Linked DNA regions of Ovis aries: region 1 is linked to region 2. The links are chromatin contacts, called in public Hi-C maps. All regions are on one chromosome and are shown on one strand. The core of a region is the stretch at or near the end of the contact, and the rest is flanking DNA. Distances in the headings are between cores, read along the strand shown.

Region 1 (5,888 bases), core at 2,394-4,893, 130 kb after region 2:
CCCCCGTAAAGTCAGAGGTGTAGGTGAGAGCATAAAACAAACTCTGGTTTTGGGGGTAGATGCTCGGGAACAGGGGGTTTCCTGAGGCTTGATCACGCCTTTGCATATGCCAAGCCTCCTTCCTCATGACCTTTGCCATGGGTGGAGCTCCTCACGCTGGCCCCCAGCAGCCAAGCTCCTCTGTCCATGGGATTGTCTAGGCAAGAATACTGGAGTGTGTAGCCATTCCTTTCTCCAGGGGATCTTCTCAACCGAGGGATTCACCTGCATCTCCTGTGTCTCTTGAATTGGCAGGCAGGTTCTTTATCTCTGAGCCACTTGGGAAGCGCAGGCAGGTCATGGAGAGAGGCTAAAAGATGCCCAAGAAATGGGCCTGCAGATAAGACTGGAGGACAGTAATATGTCATACAAAGGGTGTGGCGAGACAAAAAAGAAGTTCATAAAGCAGGACCAAGTGAAATATCCTTGTTATATTTTTAAGAAACAAGGAAATTTTGAGAGAGAATCTACCAAAACCCAAATGTAGGCTAGGTCAGGAAGGGTGAAGGGCGAGAGCAGCGAAGACTGGGAAAGAGCAGCGTCCCCGCCTCTGTCAGGCTTCTGGGCTGCTGCGTGCTCTCTTGGCAGTTCAGGGCTTTACACTTTGACCTGGTGCGGCTTTGAGGGCTGCACACAAGCCCCACGGCCCCAGGTACTCTGCACAAATCGCCAGGAGGGCGTCCAGGAGGATGCGTCAGCTCCAAAGGACAGCATCTGACTTCCGGCACCAGAGGATGCTGCTGCAAATCACGGGAGGCAAAGTCAAGGAGAGCTGTCAAACCAAGCACCTCCCGTGAGGCTCGCAGAGGGCTCACGGCACAGCATTGTCATTTGAGCTCCCAGGCTGAGGGTGGGGTTTAACCCAGGTTCTGTTGCTCGCCAGCTGTTTGATTTTGTGCAAGTTATTTGAGCTCAGGGACTCATTTTACTCATCTGTGAAATAGGAGTGATTATACGAATGCCTGGGCTTTCCAGTGAAGGGGATATGCTATGCATAGCCCTGTACTATAATTAACGAGGCTTCTTTGAAAAATAAGAATGACTTTCGCATCGCCCCCAGGCGAAGGGCTGGGAGCAGTAAAAAGTACATCATGGAAAGATCTTGAAAACAAGGTGTTGAGGTACTGATGTGACTGAAGGAAAACCCTTAGTGACTGTTCCCGTAACCAGAGCCTTGAGGGAGCTGCTGAGAAACGGCGTCACTAGCCCAAAAGCTGAACAGTCATGAAAGGCCTGCAGGTTTGACACTGAGGCCTGTGCCTTGTGTATCTTTATCCCCAATCTGAGATTGTAAAGAACAGATAGCTCTAGAGCATGAACAAGGAAGCAGAAGTTAACAATAGAAGACACGCGAGAACTGGGATCTGGGTTCTGCCTGCAAAAGACAGGAGAAGGGAATGGCAACCCACTCCAGTATTCTTGCCTGGAGAATCCCGTGAACGGAGAAGCCTGGTGGGCTGCAGTCCACGGGTCGCAAACAGTCGGACACGACTGAGCAACCTCACTCTCACGTTGCCTGCAAGTGGTCAGCCCCCTGGTCCCCACTTAATTTCTGAGTCTTCTTTTTCTTTATTCTTCTGCAGCACCGCTCCCTCGGGTTGGTTCGTTGTTGGGCTGATCCCGACATCCAGGTGGCTCAGAGGTTAGGAATCTGCCTGCCAATGCAGGAGACACAGCCCTGGGTTCCATCCACGGGTCAGGAAGATCCCCTGGAGGAGGACCTGGCAACCACTCCAGTGTTCTTGCCTGGAGAACACTGGAGAATCTCTCTGGAGAATCCCATGGACAGAGGAGCCTGGTGGGTTACAAGCCAAAGTGTCTCGAAAGAGCCAGACACAAATGAGCAGGCATGGTAATGCCCACCTCATGAGAGTCTTATGTTTATTCAGTGTGGCAATATTTCACTGTGCCTTGCACATAATAAATACCATATGTGATTGCTTCATAAGGGCATTCTGCTCCAAAATTAGCGCTATTCCACTTTTGAAATCCCAACAGGACAATTTTTTTTAATTGGGAAGCTGAAACTAAAGCTTATTTAGGAGAGTGCAGACATGACTTGATCAAGAAAATGTTGAAAAAGAGGATTCATGCGGGTGTGCTTGCTGTGTTATGACACTATAAAGATTGCCACATGGTCAGGGAAGAGGCCAGGGTGTTGAAAGGAAAGAATCCAGTCCAGAAGCCAGCTGGGGTCAGAAGACATAATCTCTCTCCTAGATACAAAGTTCAGCTGAAAACAAAATGTCCACGTTATATTCTCTGGCAGGTGTTATTGAGTATGATAATTTCGTATCTTCTGGAGGAGACAGCAGACGTACAGAAACAATCAGAGCCTGTCTTTGTTTGACAGTCGTAGGCCTTAGTGAGTTCAACCTGCCTCTATTTTGCTAGCCTAGCAATTTCTGGACTCATACAATTTGCAAGGGAACAAATATGAGAGAATGGGAGGTGAATGAGGACGATCTCACGCGATTACCACAGCCTGTAGGAAACGGATGAGTCTACTTGGTTTGAGAATTACCCGAACAGCATATGCCCTCAGGGGCGTTTTCAGAAAGTAGTTACAGTACAGGGGACCGTAACAGACCCCCGCAGCGAGCAGAGAGACGCTGGCCCCTACTCACCTTTCTTCTCCATGAATTATACTTTCATGAAGTTACAATTTCACGCAATTTCATGAGCAACTTTTTCACTTTTTTTTAGAATTGCCTCGTCTTTGATTTACCTGAAATGCCCAAAAAAAGATGGAATGGCAGCTCTTACCTGTTAAAAATGTTTCTTCAGTAAAATATGAAACCAATACACAGCAGGAACCAGCGGCTGCTAACGGAGAAAGTAGTCTGCCTTCTGGCACTTCTGCAGAAATAACAAGCTTGTCCACCTTGGGAGGGCAGGTGCTTTTAGGCGCTGTTGCTCTAAGGACCCTCCTGTTGCCCACTGCAAGAAGGGTGCTGCAGGTAGCTGGCATGCAACCCAACTCAGATGAAGATGAAAATTCAGTTCATTTTGTTCCCTTAAAAAAAATTACATTCTTCATCGCCATATTTCTATATCCAGATTTTAAGAACTAAATTTCAATGGAGACTTTCGAGTTGCTTTCTGGCCCGTTTCTGTATTTTTCTTTTTTTTTTTTTTTTCCGAATGGGTGCATGCGTGCTTCTCACAGGCATCCCCCGGGCTCAGCACAGAGTGTGTGTGTGTGTGTGTGTGTGTGTGTGAGCTGCTCAGTCGTGCCCAACTCTTTGAGACCCCATGGACAATAGCCCGCCTGGCTTCTCTGTCCATGGGATTCTCCCAAGAATACTGGAGTGGGTTGCCGTTCCCTTCTCCATGTCATTTTTTTTTCTTTTTTACTTGTTTCTGCTCTGTTCCAAACTGTTTCTTTACTTATGTTTCTTTAAAAGACTGTGTTGGGAGCCAGCTCTCCCATGAGGGCCTTTATGAAAAAGCTAATTGGAGAGACTAGCTTCTCTTTGAATCGATAGTACTTACGCTCGCTGTGTCCAGCCAGCCATCTGCAGCCGCAAACGCCCTGCTCAGGAGCTGGCAGGGAGACAGAGAAATGGAAAACTGCAAAGAAGTCACCATGTGATGTGAGCACAGAGTTTTTGGCAGTCTGGCTGAATTAAGACCATAATCCTTTTCGGAAATCATTCTACACGGAACTATTCACAATAAACATGAAATTAAAAGCGTGATGTAGTAGTGACCCAAAAGGAATGTGAATTGTTCTCCAGGACCCGCGGAGACCCGTGGATGAACTGTTTCTGGAGTCTTGCTCCAGCTTTCCTGAGAGTAAGTTAACCTCTGAAATCGTGGTTTTGCATATGAAAATATAACGTGTGACTTCAAACAGGGAATGCCAAACACTTGGATGAGAACTATTAGATGCAGGATGGTGTTAGCAAGTCATTCTGATTTTTCAAATTATCTGAGTATTTCATATTGTATTGCTAAATAACCATGTAGAGAACCAAGATTTATTTAAATTTTTACCCAATGACTAAAGCATGTTTGGACAAATAGCATGTTTTATCTAAGAGACTATTGGATAAGCTGAAAGGAATGTGACTTTATGTTGCCTCTTTACAAGAATGAGCTGTATTTCTCAAACTGTAAGAATTACTTATTCTTTTTTGTTCATTTTCAATTTTGTTGCCAGAGGCTTTACATGCATTGGGGTGATACATGATTTTCTGAGTATTAATTTTTTTTTTTAACCAGAGACCTAAGGTTCTGAGTATTTAAATGATTTAAATGGCTTCATCAAGAAATCTTAAGGCTATATTTTCATTGACTTTGTTTATCATCCTCAATTTTTGTGAAATTTATTGTGTAACATGTTTATTCTCTGAATACTGGGAATTCTGTCTGAATAGGAAATGACTGGCTTTTATAGCCAAGTTATTATTTCCAGATCACACGGGCTCCTATTCAGAGCAATTTAAGCTAAATAGATGTTTTGTGCAACTACAGTGAATGGTATTTTTATTTCCGATCAGGACATGCTGTGGAAAAAAAAAAAAAAATCAGCCTTAACAGTTAGAAACACCACAATCATGACTAGATCATGTTCATTATTCTTTAAAATATTCTCCAGCACACGCATCCATCCACAGCAAGAAAGCAGAGGAGACCCCAGCAGTGTGTTAACCCTTCTAGACACCACGGTCTCCGGGAGCTCTGGTTTCCTAACTGGAAATGTTTACTATCCGAGTTTCCTTTCTTGTTTGCCTCTGGGGCGTCTGCTGTTGCGGATCACGGGCTCCAGGGCCCTCGGGCTTCAGTGCTTGCGGCTTGCAGGCTTTAGACACAGGCTCAGACTCATGGGCTCAGTGGCTCTGCACGACCGGGATCTTCCCAGACCAGGGTGGCCCTTGCACTGCAAAGCAGGTTCGTAGCGACCGGGGCACCCGAGAAGCCCTGGAAGGATTCTGGTTCGGTTTCAGTCAGAGCCTCAGCTGCCGCAGTCTGCTCTGACGATGACGTTATCATCAGGAGCTCATCCACGCAGCTTCTAAACCCTTCCTTCCTGGACAGGTTCTAAACCTGAATCCATGCCCTCTTGTGTTCCTCCAACGAGGTACAGCCCAGACGGACTCTCCAGTCATCTTCTTTGTGTGCCCCGAGGCCCTCGTTCTGGACCGACCGACTGCAGGGCCTCTTCCGTCTTGTTCCCTGACTGCATGTGCTCAGACTCCTCTTTTGCTCCTGGTGTTAGGTTTCAATCGCTGCTATAAACAAATGGCCACACACTTAATGGCTTAACTCATAAAGAGCTGTATCACTGTACAGCTTGGAGGTAAGAAGTGGGAGCTGGGTGTCACTGGACCAGCAAGGCTGTGCTCCTTTCTGGAGGATGTATCATCACTGTACGGATACATACATACAATTTCTCCGTAGGAGAGAATTCCGTTTTCTTATCTTTCTTGGCTTCTAGACGCATCTGTGTCCCTGGCTCATGCCCTTCCTTCTCCATCTTGGAAGCAAACAACAGGTTGAGTCCTTGAAACAGCACTTTAGGGATTTCCCAGCTGGCGCAGTGGTAAACAATCCGCCTGCCAATGCAGGAGACGCAAGAGATGCGGGTTCGATCCCTGGGTGGGGAAGATCCCCTGGGGGAGGAAATGACAATCACTCCAGTATTCTAGCCTGGAAAATTCCATTGGCAGAGGAGCCTGGTGGGCTACAGTCTACGGGTCTGCAAAGAGTCGGACACGACAGAGTGACTGAGTACACTCACCGCATCGCTTCTCTGACCTCCTCTCTGCCTCCCTTTGCACGTCTAAGGCCCCTTGTGGTGACGCTGGGTCTGCCCTGATGATCCAAGCTTATCTCCCTGATTA
Region 2 (6,175 bases), core at 1,573-4,072:
CTCGCTCTACTGCGCCTGGCAGAAACTGCGGGGTTTTTTACAAACTAAGGTCGGTGTGACAGCGCCGCGGCCCCGCGGCATCCGCCCCTGCGTCCCTGCCCCGCACCTGCCGGTTCTCGAATGTTCCAGGCGGTTAGCGAGGCTTTAGCCATGAAGTGACCTGTGGGTCTCCGGCTTGAGTTTGGGGCGGGGCGGGGCGCTTTCCAGGGGCACCTCGGGTGCCCTCCAGAGCAAAGGTGCAGACCAGCGCTCAGGGCCGGAGAGAGGAGGCAGGGGAGATCAGAAAGAGGCCCAGAGAGGCAGCCTCCTGCCTGGGCCTGTCCCCTGGTGCTGCTGGGGGGCCAGCATGGAGAGCCCCAAATACGGTTGAGCAGTCGCGTCCAGCTCTTCCAGCCTCTGTGGACTGCTGGGTCCCTCTCTCCGCGGGATTTCCGAGGCAGGAATGCAGGAGTGGGTTACCTATTCCAGCGGCCCTTCCCCACCCAGGGACCCCACTTGCCTCTCTTTCCTCTCCCGCCGTGACCGCGGGTTCTTGACCACCACTCGTGGCACCTGGGAAGCCCAGGGGCGTATATTGCAAAAAACTGTAACCTCAAAAGACGCATGCACCCTGCGTTCATTGCAGCTGTGTTTACAGTGCTCGTCACAGCTGTAATCATCAAGAGCCGGAAAACCGAACCGCCATCAACAAATGGCTGAGGAAGACATGAAACATGCCTGTACCTATACACGTGTGTGTGACGGGTGGGGGGGAGATATTACTCAGCCATAAATGAGAATGCAATATTGCCATTTGCAGTAACATAGATGAACCCGGAGATAATTATACTTGGTGAAGTAAGTCAGAGAAAGACAAATATTACATGATGTCCCTTGCATGTGGAATCTGAAAAATGATTCCCATGAATCCATATACAAAACAGAAACACTCGCAGAGATAGAAAACCTGTGTGTATCAAATGGGAGCGAGAACGGGGGAGGGATAAGTCAGGAGTGTGGGGTAAAGGATGCACACCACTGTATGTAAAATAAATAACAGCAGCAACCTACTGTATAGCTCAGGAACTCGAGTCAATGTCTTGTAATAACCTATAAGGTAAAAGAGTCTTAGAAAATAGAGATAATCGAATCCCATTGTTGTATCCCTGAAACTAGCATGATATTGTGAATCAACTATATTTCAATTTTAACAAGAAATATAGATCTGTAAGTGGGGTGATGAGGGCTGGGTTGACATCGCGCAGCGCAGTTACCCATAAACCCCGGTCTGGCGGATTTCAGAATTGTGACCCCATAGTAGAGCTGCACTGTTATCAAGGCACAGAAGCCGGACCAGGAAGAGTCGGAGCCTCTTACAGATGTCACCTGTCCGAGGCAAGCACCTATGCGTGACAGTTAGAAATGCGGGTCTCAGAACACCTAACCCTGTAACCGCTTCACTGCATCACATTGGAGACTACAGTCCTTAAAGTTACGGAGATGGGTGCGTTACCCTTTCAATGCAGGTTACTGAGAAAGCGTGTGTCTATTATGATACGATTTTAAGTTGTTTTTCCCATCCATTAAAATAAATATTGTCATCCATGCCTGGGATTGGAACCAGGTTAAATATTTGTTGTTTTCTAGTCCATGGACTTGTACTTCCAGCAAAGAACGAGTGGGGAAACAAGAGGAGTGTGGCTAACGACAGGAGGGGATCCAATGAAACTCAAATAAAATGTTTATTTCCATATTCTTTTTTTTTCTTTTAAATGTCGTTTGACTGTGCCAGATGTTAGTTGGGGCATGCAGGACCTAGTTCCCTGAGCAGGGATTGACTCCAGGCCTCCTGCGCTGGGAGTGTGGAATCTTAGCCAGTGGACCACCAGGCAAGTCCTTATTTCCATAATCTTAATGAAAATGGAAACAGCTCCAGTATTCTGAGTGCCCCACCCTCTCTCTGTCCTTCACTTTCCTGAGTGGTTATTGTGTACACATCCCCAAGAAATGTGCTGATTACAGTTAAAATTGTGAAAGATGGGTTTATTTACAATTCTGAGAATGTCCAGTATTTTTGCAGCTTAAAAAAATAACCATTCTGCCCATCTAGTCTAAATTATTTGAATTTACTAGGTTTTATTTGAACATCTGCAAATAATGTCACCTTTGAGTCTCCTGTTTCTAACCTATGAAATGTGTAAAAATATCCTACCCACCGCACAGGTTTGCTTTGAGTGTAAATTAAATAATTCATTGTAAACCCTTAGCATACTTTTTAGCAGCTTCCCAGGGGATGCAGTGGTAAAGAATCCACCTACCAGTGCAGGAGACCTAGGAGATAAGGGTTCAGTCCCTGGGTCAGGAAGATCCCCTGAAGGAGGAAATGGCAACCCACTCCAGTATTCTTGCCTGGAGAATCCCATGGACAGAGGAGCCTGGTGGGCTACACAGTCTGTGGGGTCGAAAAGAGTCAGACAGAACCAAGCGCGCTTGCATAAGACGCATACTTCCTGGCTCATAGGAGCCAAGCAGCCGCAAACACCACTTAGCTGCCTGCCGTGCGGGAAAGTCTTCGCTCACATTTTTCCTGTATAAGTTACTCTCGTTTCTGAGATCATTCTCACGGCCTCCGTTCAACTTCCCTTCTTTTAAATCTGTTCTCTTCTGTGTTGGCTCTCAAAGTTTTAATAATTCAGAGCTAATAGAGACTTACTCAGGCCTGGGTTTTTAAAAATCCCTTTTGGAATCTGATTGCTGTTTTGCCTGTGCCAGAAAGATACAGCAATAGCAAGCGCACGTGACAGCCTTGGGCACGGTCTGCGGCTGCAGCCTCCCTGTGGCACAGCTGGACGGGAGGAAAGACTCGAGAGGAAAGCAGCTTCCCAAGCAGAGGATGTGTCTGGCAGGCGCTTTCCACACAGACCACGGCCTGTTTGCAGAAGCCAGACTGAATGAAGACAGCTCTAAGGGAAGCTCTTGAAGGATTCTTTAAACTCTCCTGGACAGAAAGAAACCAGGGCATCAAAGGTGCCCTTCACTCTTACTTTCCTGACAGTAAGTTGAGTTTGTTTTTACCTTTCATTCCGCATAAGGTAATGAGGTACAAAGGGCAGAATCAATGGCAAGCGTCTTGATTGACATGGTTAAAATTATTATATAGTTGTGATATTTCTAAATTATTCTGTTCTGTGTGGTGGACCTGATGAGGAGTTTCATTTTCTCAACGCAGTCAAATGGTGGTGTAGCATGATAGCAAAGTGCAAGGCAGATCCAGAAACGTGTGCAAAGGGTGTTCTCTTTCTCTGTCGGGTCTGCGCTTGTCTGGTTGGCCATTTGAGACCCTGCAGAGTTTTGTTTCTTGGGACCGTGCACGAACAGGACAAGTTGCTTCTCCTCGTGGTTTTTTCTATGTTCTTTTCATGAAGATGAATGTTTTCCCTTAGAAACTTTCTCAAGTTAGAAGTTAGAGATTGTTTTGGCATTTGGTAGCTTTACCTTTTCCTTTCATCAAGAAAAGGAAACCCAGCAAGTTCTATAAATGCTGCAGTTTGTATGTAGCATCAGCATTTATTCGAGTGCATGCAAGTCACCAGAACCGTGATACCAAATGATCATCTCTGGCATTTTAAACTGAAAACAGAGGAGACCCCTCTGACACGCGTGGCGGTCTACACGCAGCAGCAGCGAGTCGCACTCGCTAGCCCAGGCTCCTGGTTTCCAGCTGTGTGTCCGACAGACTTAAGTCCTAAAGGGGGACCCGTGAGTTTCAAGAGTAGAAATGTGCCCTGGGTCCCTGAGAAGGCCTGTGCAGTGATTCCCCTTGGTTTCCTCTGTGTGTGAGTCGTATCCGACTCTGTGTGACCCCATGGACTGCAGCCCACCAGGCTCCTCTGCCACGGGATTCTCCAGGCAAGGACCCTGGAGTGGGCTGCCCTTTTCTCCTCTAGGGGATTACTCCCCACCTGGGGACTGTCTTCTGCGTTTGCAGGCAGATTCTTTACCACTCGCTCAGTCAGTCGGTTCAGTCGCTCAGTCGTGTCTGACTCTGTGGCCCCAGGGACCGTGCAGCACGCCAGGCCTCCCCGTCCATCTCCAGCTCCCAGAGTTTACTCAGACTCATGTCCATCGAGTCGGTGATGCTGTCCAACCGTCTCATCCTCTGTGTTTACCACTAGATGTCATCACATCAGCCTCCAAAAGCGTGCCTTTCAAAGTGCAGATCTCCAGTGGACAGAAAACCAGAGGAGGTTTTATTCCCGTTATGCATTTTTAAAAAGTACTAAGTCAAAGGCAAATGTGTTTTGGATTCTAAACTTTATTGTTGTTCAGTCACTAAATCATGTCCGACTCTCTGCGACCCCACAGACTATAGCACACCAGGCTTCCCTGTCCTTCACCATCTCCCAGAGTTTACTCAAACTCATGTCCACTGAGTCGGTGATTCCATCCAACCGTCTCATCCTCTGTCGCCCCCTTCTCCTCCTGCCTTCAATCTTTCCCAGCATCAGGGTCTTAACGTTGCTAACGTCTTATTCTCTGATTTAATTTATTTTTACTGGAGTACACTTGATTTGCAATGTTGTGTTAGTTATTTGCTTTAGATTGTTGCAAAGTCAGGATGTGGCAGGAAAATTTGCTTTTGGAACAAAAAGGAAAAGAGCTCCCACACCACAGCCCTTACCTTGTTCATAACCATCGAGCCTTCAGAGAAAGGTCAGCTGGCAGGACATTTTATATTCGTTACCACTTTATAATCTTTAAAAACACTGCATGTGTGTTAACAGTAATGTCAAATGAGGAATTCAGCCAGGGCTCCTGGGACTGTGTGTTCAGGAGCTTTGTTTTAACTGTTTGTTTGGGGGTTTTTTTGTCCTTTCTCTTGACTGGCTATTGCTCTGTAGTATTGATTTTCCCTTCTCTGTTGATGAACAGGACAAAATGATTAAAAAAGAGAGGAGCATGTGTCAACAGACTCGGGCCCTTCTGCACAAGAATTTTCTTAGAAAATGGAGAATGAAAAAAGAGAGCGTGTTGGTATGGTTCACAATATATATCTTTCCATATTTAGTGAATGAAAATCCGTCATTTCACATTATGCCATTTATATTGCCTTTTTATGATCACAAATTCTATGGGCTGGCTGATTTGGAGTTCCCAAGGTAATGTTTTGCAAATGTTGCGCAATAGGATAATATTTATGGCAAAAGACGCAGGCTCATATGTTTGCTCCTAAAAAGCAAAGTAGATAACTTTTTATTGAACATAACTAGCCATTCACCAAGTAAATAATCCACTTGAAACTTGTGGAATTATCCTGATTTACCCCAGGCCAACTTTAGTGTAAGAAAAAAGGTTGGGTGGGGGTGGAGAGCAAGTAGATTTTAAACAGGTGAACCATCACACTCTACTGGGGACGGTTTGACAAGATTCTGTGAATTGTTTTTGTTTCATTACGAAGTCCTGTCTGACTCTCTGCAACCCCGTGGCCTGTAGCCCGCCAGGCTCCTCTGTCCATGGGTTTCTCCAGGCAAGAAGACTGGGATGGGCTCCTATGGCCTCCTGCAGGGGATCTTCCCAACCCGGGGATCTAATGGGTCTCCTGCCTCCCCTGCACTGGCAGGCAAACTCTTTACCACTGAGCCACAGGGAGGCCCTTGTTAATTCATGGGACTGGGGAAATGGCTTCTGAGCAAAAATTTGGGAACTCTGGGGGATTTCTTTTGAAGATTATGCTTTTGCAAACTTGGAGTAGTTTCAGGGAGCCGGGTCCCTGCTTGTCAGCGTCTTCGCCCTCTGTTCAGTCTCTAGTATAAGGTCAAGGCCATCGAGGTGAGGATTTTGCTTATGTTCTCAAGAAACACACCCTGGAGCTGCTGTGGCTACACAGAAGCTATGTTCCGCTGAAAAATAGCAGTTCTTTTTTTGTCTGTTTTTTAATTTTTTATTTTTTATTGAAGTACACGGTCATCCTTAGCTTTTGAAGCATTCAGTTCTAATATTTTAGTTGCTGTATTGATAAAGGGTAACCTTTACAGTGATCGTCCAAGTCAATTTTTAAAAAGCTTACGGAATGTTTAAGACCTCAAGCTTAGGATGAATGGCCCGGTGAACTCACTTCCTGTCCAGCTCACCTACAGCCCAGGTGTGACACCTGTTAGCATCTGCTGGTGTGGCTGCCTCTCTTCACCTCCCTCAG

Evidence for each region. A called contact is a pair of places that touch in the nucleus more often than the background predicts.
Region 1: a contact with region 2 is called in a Hi-C map of tail adipose tissue, with 4 times the contacts expected there. The contact joins the promoter of LOC101115808 here to the promoter of ABCA10 in region 2. A contact is called at or near these places in 5 of 16 Hi-C or Micro-C datasets (hypothalamus, liver, omental adipose tissue and 1 more).

What each region holds. Positions count from the first base shown.
Region 1 is chr11:60,665,450-60,671,337 of ARS-UI_Ramb_v3.0, forward strand. It overlaps LOC101115808 (ATP-binding cassette sub-family A member 9), which reads left to right and starts at 3,644. Exons shown (of 40, transcript XR_009595429.1): 1 at 3,644-3,837.
Region 2 is chr11:60,537,470-60,543,644 of ARS-UI_Ramb_v3.0, forward strand. ABCA10 (ATP binding cassette subfamily A member 10) reads left to right here and starts at 2,823. Exons shown (of 38, transcript XM_060395068.1): 1 at 2,823-3,033; 2 at 4,912-5,013. The coding sequence starts at 4,918.